Linked DNA regions of Sus scrofa: region 2 is linked to region 1. A link is a contact called in public Hi-C data. All regions are on one chromosome and are shown on one strand. The core of a region is the stretch at or near the end of the contact, and the rest is flanking DNA. Distances in the headings are between cores, read along the strand shown.

Region 1 (6,104 bases), core at 2,084-4,583:
ACCACTGGCAAAGTTCATAAAGTCTGATAATGCTCTATATTGGCAGGAATATGGGGAATCAAGCGCTCTTACATCCAATGGTAGTATTAATGATACATCCATGGAAGGATTTGGCAATATCTATCAAAATTTTTAATAAGCATACTTTAACTCCCAAATTCCACTTCTAAAAATATATCCTTCAGGGAGTGAGTGCCCTGGTGGCCTAGCAGTTAAAGATTTGGTGTCGTCACGGCCATGGCTGGGGTTCAATCCCTGGCTTGGAAATTTCCAAATGCCATGGGCACAGCCAAAAAAAAATATGTCCTACAGACACAATAAAAAATGTGTTTATTGATGCTTGTCCCAGCAATGATGTTTACAACAGAAAGAATTACAAGATTGAAAACATCTTTAATGTCCATGGATACGGGAGTGATTAAATACTCAGCTTGGTTTTTTAAATTTTATTGAAGTATAGTTGATTTACAATGTTGTGTTAACTTCTGCTGTATGGCAAAGTGACTCAGTTATATCTATATCTGTATCTATCTATATACCCTCTTTTCCATATTCTTTTCCACTATGGTTTATCACAGGATATTGAATAGAGTTCCCTGTGCTATACAGTAGGACCTGGTTGTTTATCCATCCTACATATGATAGTTTGCCTCTACTAATTCCAAATTCCCATTCCTTCCTTCCCCCGACCCCTGCCCTTGGCAACCAGAGGTCTGTTCTCTATATCTGTGAGTCTGTTTTTGTTTTATAAAAATGTTGATTTGTGTCCTATTTTAGATTTCACATGTGAGAAATGGTATTTGTTTTTTGTTTGTTTGTTTTGGGTTTCTTGTCTTTTTAGGGACGCACCCAAGGCTTACAGAAGTTCCCAGGCTAGGGGTCAGAGCTGTAGCTGTCTGCCTACGGCTACAGCCATAGCAAGGACAGATCCAAACTTCATCTTCGACCTTCACCACAGCTCACAACACAGATCCTTGACCCACTGAGTAAGGCCAGGGATTGAACTCACATCCTTGTGGACACTAGCTGTGTTTGTCACCTGCTGAGCCACAAGGGGAGCTCCTCAAATGGTATTTGTTGTTCTCTTTTTGACTTACTTCACTTAGTATGATAACCTCTGGTTGTATCCATGTTGCATTATTCATATCCATGCCACTATTTCATTCTTTTTAATGGCTGAGTAATATTCCATTGTATATACCACATCTTCCTCATCTATTCTATGGACATTTAGGTTGTCTCCAGATCTTGGCTCTTGTACGTAGTGAGCTGCTTTGTTTTACGAGACAGCTCTATATCTACTATAGGGGAAAGTTCAATTACTATTCAAGCACTTAAAAAAAAAAGAACGTGACAGCTCTATATCTACTGAGAGAGGAGAATGTGCTATATAGTTTGTTATAACAGTCAAATGCAGACCAGGTACATAGTCGACCTCCACAGGGTAAATGGAAAAAGAAGACGATCTATGGAGTCGAATACAGAATCAATGCAATTGATTTTAGGAAAGGAAACAAATAACTGGAAGCCTGGTGGTCATGTGAGCAGCCTGGTGCATTTCAGGGAGCTCAGGGCTGGCACTAGAAGTGTGGGACTCAGCCCATGGATGGTGCTGGAAGCCCAGGACTGGGTGAGCTCACCCAGGAGAGAAGAGGCTGAGACCGGAATGTGAGGTCTCCGAGGGGCAAGGAAATTATGAGGGTGGCTGCCAAGGGAAGAAAGTGTTTTGAGAAGGAAGGAGTAGTCAGCTGTGTCAGGTGCTTCTGAAAGTGCAGGAGAATAGGGCAGGGTCAAGGTTGTTGGACTTGGCCCCTGGAGATCCAGGCGAGGAAGGGAGGAAGAAGTTTTGCTCTGAAATGCAGCAGAGCAAGAGGCAGCAGGGAACAGGCGGCAATACGGACCCCCCCCCAACACATAGGACACCATCATATTCACACATCTCCTCACACAGACACATGCAGAGAAGCACCCAGAACACCCCAGCACTGTTGTCTCAGCAATGATTTTTTTTTTCTTTTTATGGCCACACTTGTGGCATATGGGAGTGCCCGGGCTAGGGGTCGAATCAGAACTGAAGCTGCTGGCCTATGCCACAGCTTGAGGCAACATCAGATCCTTAACCCATTGAACAAGGCTGGGAATTGAACATGCATCCTCACAGAGACAACGCTGGGTTCTTAACCCCCTGAGCCACAATGGGAACTCCTCAGCAATGATTTTCAAAGCAAAAATGACCTCTGCAGGGGGAACCCTGTGGCTTTGCCCAATCCAGAAACTCAGCACAGCTGAGGCCTTCACAGCTGGCTCTGCTCCTACTTATCTGTGACAGTGGGCAAGTCTCCCAACTTCTGGGTGCCTCAGTTTTCTCATTCATAAAAGTAGGAAGGCTGGAGTTCCCGTCGTGGCGCAGTGGTTAACAAATCCGACTAGGAACCATGAGGTTGCGGGTTCGATCCCTGCCCTTGCTCAGTGGGTTAACGATCCGGCGTGGCCGTGAGCTGTGGTGTAGGTTGCAGACGCGGCTCGGATCCAGTGTTGCTATGGCCCTGGTGTAGGCCGGTGGCCACAGCTCCTATTCAACTCCTAGTCTGGGAACCTCCATATGCCGCGGGAGCGGCCCAAAGAAATAGCAAAAAGACAAAAAAAAAAAAAAAAAAAAAAAAAAAAGTAGGAAGGCTTATACCTTCCTCACTGGGCACTGTGACAACAAAATAAAGCCCGAGGGACAATGTCTGGCACAGATGTCTCCGAGCCCCCCCACCCCAACCCCCTGAAGTGTTAGTTTTCTACCCAGAGTAGTAGGTAGAGTGATGGTGTAATTGATCTTCCCAAGTTTGGGGGTACTTTTGAGAATTAAAGGGGTATTATTAATTACGCCAGGGCCACAGGCATAAGCCAGTACAAGCCTGGGAAAATGCCATGTACAGTCACTCTCCTGCTAACATCATCTCAGATGAGACAGGGAAGACTCAGTCCCTTTGGTGGCTAGGATTCCCAGGACTCCCCGGGAGGCCGGAAACCCTGGGAGTTCCCCGACCAGGCTGAGGCTCAAGGGCTCTCACTAGGTTCCTAGTCTGTTTGTTTACACTGGTAAATAAAAGAGTCCTTGTCCCCAGAGTCCAGTTCAGCCCAGCCCCGCCCAGCCCCAGACACACACACACACACATACACAAAACCGCCTCCCCCTGCAGGGGGTCTAAAGCCACAGGCTCCGCTCTTCCACCTCCCTCTTAACTCCCCCTCCCCGGCCTCGGTAGGATCTGCCCCTCTTAGTAGTTCCTGGCAACGACCTCCCCCCATTCCAGCCCTCGCCCCTGGACAAGGGATTCCCCCCCCCCACCAATCTCCTTTCCAGGTACAGCGCCTCTTCCTGCTGCCCCCTACCCTGGTTCTGCAAAGTGTGCATACCCCATTCGAGGACACCGAGTTTGAGCCAGGAACTAATGCGGGAGGGCAGCCGCCGGGAGTGTCCTCACGCAGAGTCGAGGCCAAGTGCTAGGCGGAGACAGTGACCCGCAGGGCGCTGACTGAGTCCCCGTGGTAACACGTGGGCGAGTCTTGATTGCAGCCCGTCCGGGGACCACTTGGCGCTTCGTTTAGAGCGCTTCACACCGCGAATCTCACTGGAGCCTTTGCCACAGCCCTGCCCAGGGCCACCGCTGCCCCCATTTCACACGCGAAGAAACCGAGGCTAAGGTTTCAAGCCCCGGAGTAGGTTGCCAGGGGACCGAGTGGCAGCGTTGCGGCTAGAACCAGACCCCCTGCGGCGGGCCAGCTCTCAAGCTCCTCCCCCGACCCTCCCTCCTCCACGCCGCCCCCGGGGTGTGCCTGACGCCACGCGTCTCGCCGCGACTACAGAGTCGCAGTTCGCACCCAGATCTCCTCTGCTGCGGGTCTCGAAGACTTGGGGTCCCGGCCCCCCCGCTGGCCTCGCCGCTGCGGGTAAGTGCGGGGCGCCCGCACCCCGACCCCGCGACCCGAGGCGGGGCTGGGGCTCGATCCTGCCTTCGGGTTAGGCTGAGACGGTGGGGTGAGAGGATGGGAGGCGGTGGAAGGACTCTCCCCCACCCCACTCCCCATCTGGCTTCTCACCCCTTGGTTCTGGGTGCGGTGGGCGCTCTAGCTGCGGAAGATTCCTGCAGAGTCCCTCCCACGTCCGCAAACAGCCAAGACGCCGGGAATCGACCAAGACTTTTGGGGGCCGGGGCCGGGGGAGGTGGGGGTGTTCCGAGGAGGGGGGGGCGGTGGGCATTACGGAGTGGTGATAAAAGCTGGGTGCGGCTTGGCTCCCTACCCCGACCCCCCGCCTCCCGACAGGCGAAAAGCGGATAGCTGGGAGCCGGTGTTGGGGGACTGCAGGGGGAACCAGAACCGGCTCCACCGGTCCCGGGCCAGGGCTTGGAGGGAAATTCTTTGCCAGTGAGTCCCTAGGGTGTGTCAGGCAGGACTAGGCAGACACGACTGGAAGGGAAGGTGGGGGCGAAAGAGGAGGTTGCCCCCAGGTGGGCCCTCCAGGGAGGGTGTCAGGTGGAAGCCCCTGTCAGGGCCCCTCTCCTCCCTGGGCTGTCCCGAGGAGGCTCCAACCTCCCCTGCAGGTTTCTTGAACTCTCACCAGGTGAGTGGCAGGCTGGGGAGGGAATGGTTTTTTATGATACTCAAGAAAGTAGGAATGATTTCCCTTTAGAGATAAGGAAAGAAAGTCAAGGAGATTAGGAAATCTTGGAAGTCACTCACGTAGAAGGGGTAGAGCTGAGTCTCCAATTCAACTGTGATCCTACTTTCTCTATACATCCCAGTGTCCCTCCGCAAAGGACAGGTCTTAGAAGGAGTGAGTAGCAAAGACACTTCCTCGCCTCCACCCCCACTGCATGTGGAAGTTTCCAGGCCAGGGATAGAACTGCAGGCACCTGAGCAAGAGCACAGACAACACAGGATCCTGAACCGTTAGGCCACCAGGAAACTCCAGACCCTTTTTTTTTGGGGGGGGGGTCTTTTTTGCCATTTCTTGGGCCGCTCCCGCAGCATACGGAGGTTCCCAGGCTAGGAGTCCAATCGGAGCTGTAGCCACCGGCCTATGCCAGAGCCACAGCAACACAGGATCTGAGCCGCGTCTGCAACCTACACCACAGCTCACGGCAACGCTGGATCCTTAACCCACTGATCGAGGCCAGGGATCGAACCCACAACCTCATGGTTCCTAGTCAGATCTGTTAACCACTGCGCCACAACAGGAACTCCACAGACACTTTTTTTAATACTAAGAATTGTATTGTGTGCTGCTGCCAGTGTATATATCACCCTTGTGAAACAGAAATTCATGAAATTCAGAAGTAGATGATTAAACAAATACTTTAATTCCCAATGGTGATTAAATTCTAGGAAGAAAACAAAGGGGATGGGAGCAGATTGACTGGGAGGGCAGGGACTTCCAGATCCAGGGTTATCTGGGGAGGCCTCTACAGAGAGGATGTTTCAGCAGAGCCCTCATTGATGAGAAGGAGCCAGCCATGCAAGGTTCTGGAGGAAGAGCATTCCAAGCAGCAGGAGTAATTACAAAGCCCCGGAGGCCCCCATCGTAGCCTGGGCATTGAGAGGCAGTGGTGCGGGGCGGAGGGGGGCGGGCATGTAAGAGCATAGGGTGAGAATGTAGAATCTGGGATTTCATTCTAAGTGTAATGTTAAGATAGGAGAAAGCTTTAAATAAGGGAGTCATGCGATCTGACTTAATGGACTCCAAGAGCCAACCAAGAGCCCACGGCATTAACAGAATGATGGTGGCCTGGAGCAGGGTGGTGGCAGTGGAAGGGTGAGAAGCAGTGGCCCAGGGGGTGGACCTGCAGGCATCATGCATGCTCAGAGTCACAGAGTAGCTGCAGGAGCACCCGAATGTACACATAAGCCCACACCTCTGCTGCATGCAGACACTAGGTGCACCGAGGCAGACCCACCAGTCCACTCCCTGAGTCAATCCAGGACTGGGAGGGAGGTGTGTGATCCGGCGACCTGAACGAAGCATGTTTCCCTTCACAGAGCCCGAGTATCCGGCATGGCTGTGGTGGCTGGAGCTCCCCCAGGATCTGGCACAGGGGAAGCGGAGAGGGGTG
Region 2 (6,104 bases), core at 2,172-4,671, 82 kb after region 1:
TCCCCACAAGAGGACCTCTGAGCCTTACCTAATACAGCTGCAAGCCTGTTGCTGACCCCACCCCCAGGCCCTCCCTGCACAAGTTGCCAACATTTCAAGATCGGGCCTCTCTCTGCTCTACACAATTTCACCACCAGCAGAGCTGGCCACTCTTTCCCCACCACACACAATCCCACTGCGAATCTCCTGGGTCCAAGATAATGAGTAGTTTCTTCGCCTCCTATGAAGAAGGAGGAGCAAAACCCCAATCCATTATTCAACCATTCTGGATTTTAGATAAATAGAGCTTTTTCCTATGCTGAATTTGACTTTTCTAACCTATAGAAGATAAACCTATACTTTACAAATCTATTGGTCAAACCCCTTTACAAAATACGCTTTCTTCAACCAAAGCCACATCCTCATATTTGCATAATAAGCTCCTAAAAATATCACCAACCCATTATACATACTCTCGACATATGACTTGAAAATTCTATGTTAAAAAACCACTGCACAACATACATGGGAAAAGAATCTGAAAAGGAATGAATATATGTATATCTATAACTGATTTACTTTGCTTTACACTTGAAACTAACACAACTTTCTAAGTCAACTATACGCCAACAAAATTTATTTAAAGAATAAAAATTAGGAGTTCCCATTGTGGCTCAGTAGTAACAAACCCAATTAGTATCCATGAGGATGCAGGTTCAATCCCTGGCCTTACTCAGTGGATTAAGGATCCAGAGTTACCATGAGCTGTGGTGTAGGCTGCAGATGAGGCTCAGATCTGGTGTTACTGTGGCTGTGGCACAGGCCAGCAGCTACAGCTCCAATTCAACCCCTAGCCTGGGAACCTCCACATGCTGAGGGTGTGGCCCTGAAAAGACAAAAGACAAAAAAAAATAAAAAAGAGAAAAAATTTTAAAATAAAAAATAAAAACCACTGCACAAGCCATGGCAGAAAAACAAAGAAGTGGAATGGCCCCATGGCTTCCTGAAATGAAGTAACACCAAAATAATGTAAAAACACACAAACTGGGTCTTGCCACTTAGTCTCAAACGATTATCATTATTAACAATTATCAAAGAAAAACAACTATTCACAATTCTAACAGTGATCACTCCATTTATTGAGCATTTCTTATATGCCAGACCTTGGGCCAAGCACATTGTATATACTCTTTCCTTTAACCCTATGTCCACTCTGTGATGTAGACAGCGTTACCAGAGGGTTAAGTAACTTGCTCCAAAGTCTCACCTGAAGGATCATTTCTTTTGTGCCCCTGTAGGTACTTCTCCAACTTGGCTATCTCCAGTCTAACGGGAACAATCAAAATCTCACCAAAGATAAGATGCGTTTCTTCCTCTCTCTTCAGTTCCAATTCTCAGCACTTTGGGAAACCAAGACTATATTGCACCATCAAGGAGAAAACTGCAGCAGCTCCAAGACTGCCCTCTGAGTCCCGGTCTCAGCGCCAGGCACCATGCTGGACAATTTACACACTGGTCATCATCTGATTTTCACAGCCCCTCTATGAGCTAGGAATTATTAGCCCAGGTTTCTCCTGAAGGCCACAAAGGCCCAGTGTCATTACCTTTACTTGCCCAAGATCACTAGAAGTGACATAGCCACTGATTTTGAACTCAGGCCTCTCCAACTGCAACACTTATGCTCCTTCTACTGGAAAGAACACACTGCAGAGGTAGACAGTTTCTGTCCAACTCCTGGACTTAAGGAGAGCTTCCACAGTTTTTTCCCAACAACCTAGCATTTCACTATCTAGAGGAGCCTCCCTTTTTCCAAACTTTAAGATTACACTCAGAGATCTGTGAAATTATATTTTGGAGTTGTTAAAAGAGGCACTCTTGGAAGTTCCCACTGTGGCTCAGTGGGTTAAGAACCCAACATAGTGTCTGTGATAATGCAAATTGGATCCCTGGCCTCACGTAGTAGGTTAAGGATCCTGCATTGTCATGGCTGTGGGTAGGCCTGCAGCTGCAGCTCAAATTAGACCTCTAGCCCGCAGTAGGGAAATTCCATATGCTACAAGTGTGGCTGTAAACAGAAAACAGAAAACAAAAAAACAAAAAGAGTCACCCTTGAAGTCAAACCTAATACTTCTCCATTTTCTTTCCTACCTTGTAAACAAGTTCTCTTCTAGCAAACACTTTCCCTCAACAGCCACTCTCCATTCAGATTTCCAATTTGTCTTAAAACATATGAAGCATGAGTCCACAACTAATATTATATCTCATGTGCAGTACAAGCTCTACCTCTGTCTACTGTTCACATTCTAATCATTCCCAAATAAATTAATCTACTCATTTATTCAACACTTATAACCACTTTCTCTGTGTCACACAGTGAGCCGGCCTACCCCATTTATTCCTATTTCTCTTCACGCTCCAAGAGGGCAAGGCTCAGGTTTGTGCGTCCCCACTGTGCCCTATCCATCCCCCACCGCTCCCACCCCTCCTGGCACTAAGTGTCAAAAAGTGTGTCGAATGAATGAGAGCTCAAGCAACTCATTAGTTTAAAACCACAGTAGTCATCCATCCACCCGCTTTCAAAAGGCGGCAGGAATACACAACTGGTATCTTTGCTGATTACATGAGACTAAATACTCTAACAAGTCATCCCCAGATTATCAAAACTAAAGAAGCAACTGTCTGGTAAACACCGTGACGCACAGTTCCAGCCCCGCACGGAGGGAGCCTGAGTGTCCGGGAAAGGTCAAACGGGTTGCCGGGAAACCCGCTCTTGTGCGGGAGTCCGGAGGCCCAGTGAGACGCGAAGCCGCAGTCCGAAATTTGAGGAATGCAGGGGAGAGGAGGGGAGACATGAGTGGGTAGAATTAATCCTGACGGTCACTCGCACCCAAAGCAGGTATGAAAACACAAAGAGGTCAGGGTTCAAGGGTCTGTCCTCCTCCTTCCTCTGGGTTCCCGGGCCCCTGCGCCGATCCCACCAGACTGACGGCCTCGTCAGCGTCCTTCTTCACTCACGTGCCTGAGGCCAAGAAGCCCCAGCCTCCGTGTCTGCAGGGCGCTGAGACTCCGACGCTGAGCCCCAGGAAGAGAGGGAGCCGTTAGGCCTGGCCAGGGCCGGAGCTGACGCTCGCCATCACCCCTCCCCTAACTCAGAGATCAAGGCCAGGAGCCGTCGTCATAGCAACAAGCGGCCCTGCAACAGCTCACGGGGGAAGGACTGCCCGCCGGGACGCTCGCTTACCTGCCCCGCAGCCCACACTCCTCCGTCGGGCTCCCGCCCTCCACTGGCGCGCCGGGAGCACCAACGTCGCCAATCCCAGGAACCCGCGGGGCCTCGCCCCGGGACCCCGCTCACCGGCGCCGGCTCCCTCGGAGCGCCGGGATTGGCTGAACTCCAGCCAAAGGACCGGGAAAGCTAGGCTACGCCGCGGGCCGCGCTGAGCTGAAATGGATACAGCGCCCCCTACCGGCTGGGAGGTTTCACAGTGACGTCACCACGGGCTTTCGCGCGGAGAAAGTGGAAGGTCATGCCTCCTTGTATTCAACGGATGTTTATTAGGCGTCTTCTAAGCCCTAGGTCTGGGCACAGAAAAATAAAAGACATAACCCTTGGCCTCAAGAAGGTCTCAGCAGAGTATAATGCAGAACTTTTAAGAATTCTTCTGATTTAGTCCAGTTTTCTAGCCATGTGACCTTGGGAACATTGTTAATCTGAGACTCCTTTCCCTTTTATTTAATTAATTATTTGTTTATTTATTTTTGTCTTTTTTGCCTTTTCTAGGGCCGATTCTGAGGTATATGGAGGTTCCCAGGCTAGGGGTCTAATCGGAGCTGTAGCCACTGGCCTATACCAGAGCCATGGCAACGCAGGATCCGGGATCCGAGCCACGTCTGCAACCTACACCACAGCTCACTGCAACGCCAGATCCTTAACCCACTGAGCAGGGCCAGGGATCGAACCCGCAACCTCATGGTTCCTAGTCGGATTCGTTAACCACTGAGCAACGAAGGGAACTCCCCTCCTTTCCCTTTTATGCATAAAGGTAATAACACCTATTTCAAGGATGTTGTGAGAGTTAGGTGAGATAATGTATGCAAAGTGCTGAGCCAGCACGTAGCAAGCAGGGAAATAAATGATACTACTGTTAGTATACAAATAATTGAAATATAGTAAAACCTAAGTTTTACCTGACCTCTCAGGTACAAGTATTCACTCTCTCCTCTGTGTCCCCACTGCACCTTGTACAGATGTCTGTTTTTATAGAAAATAACACCAAAGCTTAGTTCCGTAATGCCCACCCCCCCATCCCTGCACACCTAGCCCTGCTGTTCCATCCTTATTCCACTAGTCTCAGCCAGGCTTATCTGTCTTTCCTAACACATGCTAAACCCCTTCTACTTCCCCATGTGGACCAAACTGCTTTATATCTCTGTGCCCTTAGTTATGCTTTCTCATCTACCTGGAGCCCCCTTCCCACATTTATTTATTTATTTATTTATTTATTTATTTATTTATTTATTTATGCTTCTTAATCTTTAAGAGCTTCTTCCACGCCAGTGCCATGTGGAAGTTCTCTAGCCAGAGATAGAACCCTTGTCACAGCAGTGACCGGAGCCAGCTGCTGCAGTGACAACACCAGATCCTTAACCCACTACAAGGAAACGCCAACCACCTTTTTTTTTTTTTTTTTTTTTTTTTTTTTTTTTTTTTAATACAAAGTAGCTCTGGCTTTTTTTTTCAAGCTTTAGGGACACCTTGGTAGGAAGCCTCCTAGAGTGCATTATCATTTTAGATACACTTCCCCTGTGATCTCAATACTAAGATCTGACAGTGGAAGTGGAGAGAAAGGGACAAAGAATAAAGAAATGTGGGAGTTCCCACCGTGGCTCAGCAGAAATGAATCTGACTAGCGCTGTGGCTGTGGTGTAGGCCAGTGGCTGCAGCTCCACCTCAACCCCTAGCCTGAGAACTTCCATGTGCCCCAGGTGCGGCCCTAAAAAGCAAAAAAAAAAAAAAAAAAAAAAAAAAAAAGGAAATGTGTAGGGAAACCATTATCAGCAGAATTTGTCCTTTAGTCAAATATGTAGAGAGGAGAAGGGAACCAATTGCGTAGAATAACTAGTATTCAGTCAGCCAGTTAACGTATGCTAGGCAGTGGGGATGCAAAAATGTCTGGGACCATCTTTGCCCTCAGAAGTTGTCTGACTGACAGGGAGGGGTCCACAAAATGTCAAGAGAATGAGAAGTGTGATGACAAGAACACACGCAAGTAACACAGAAGAGGAGCCCCTGGAAAACTCAGGGAAGTCTCCCCAGAGGAACCTGCCCTTGAGTCTTAAGTGGTAGCTAGCAGTTTTGTTAGAACTGAATGGGGCTCCAGAGCACAGACTTAGGACTCAGAGTTGTGGGTTCAAATCCTGGCCCTGCCACCTGCTAATCTCAGGATAGCTGTTTACACACATTGTTTTTAAAAAGATAATAATAGTACTCACCTCCTTAGGTTGTTCTGTACTAAATCACCTAATGTGTATAAGATGCTTAGCACTTACTATATGTGGCACTTAACAGTATGTGGCACAGCCTAAGTGCTTAGTCCTGATCACCAGTATGTTTACTATTCCTCAAATGTATTCCTCCACCTGTAATGTCCTATGTCCATTTATGACATTACTTACTTACTAAGTCAAAAACCTGAGTGACATTTTCAAGGTCTCTGCATCTTTGCATTATTCCCTAGATCCTGGTTATAGCACCTATGCCTCTGAATGTCTCTCAAATTCATCCTTTTTTTTTTTTTTTTTTTTTTTTTTGGCCGAGCCTGTAGCATGTAGAAGTTCCCCAGCCATGGATCAAACCTGCACCACGGCAACAACCCAAGCTGCTGCAGTGACAACACCAGATCCTTAACCTGCTGCACCACAGGGAAGTCCTCCTCATCATTTCTTACCTGGACCACCTTGGCAACTCCTTCAGTGGTCTCATTGCTTTCCAATGCCTCCTCCAATCCACTTCTATTCTTTTGGCCAAAGAGTCTTTCAAACACTTAAAAACAAACAAACAAACAAACAAAACCACTTAAATAAAACCATGAGGAGTTCCCATCATAGCTCAGGGGATAACAAAC

Evidence for each region. Hi-C and Micro-C count contacts between places; a contact is called where the count stands out from the background.
Region 2: a Hi-C map of liver shows a contact between it and region 1, with 2.3 times the contacts expected there. The contact joins the promoter of SMIM12 here to the promoter of GJB3 in region 1. A contact is called at or near these places in 1 of 5 promoter capture datasets (liver), 26 of 47 Hi-C or Micro-C datasets (adipose tissue, alveolar macrophages, embryonic fibroblasts and 13 more) and 1 of 2 datasets of contacts at active chromatin or transcription factors (skeletal muscle).

The regions. Positions count from the first base shown.
Region 1 is chr6:91,028,045-91,034,148 of Sscrofa11.1, forward strand. It overlaps GJB3 (gap junction beta-3 protein), which reads left to right and starts at 3,334. Exons shown (of 3, transcript XM_021095864.1): 1 at 3,334-3,942.
Region 2 is chr6:91,110,265-91,116,368 of Sscrofa11.1, forward strand. It overlaps SMIM12 (small integral membrane protein 12), which reads right to left and starts at 3,422. Exons shown (of 2, transcript XM_003362205.4): 1 at 3,221-3,422.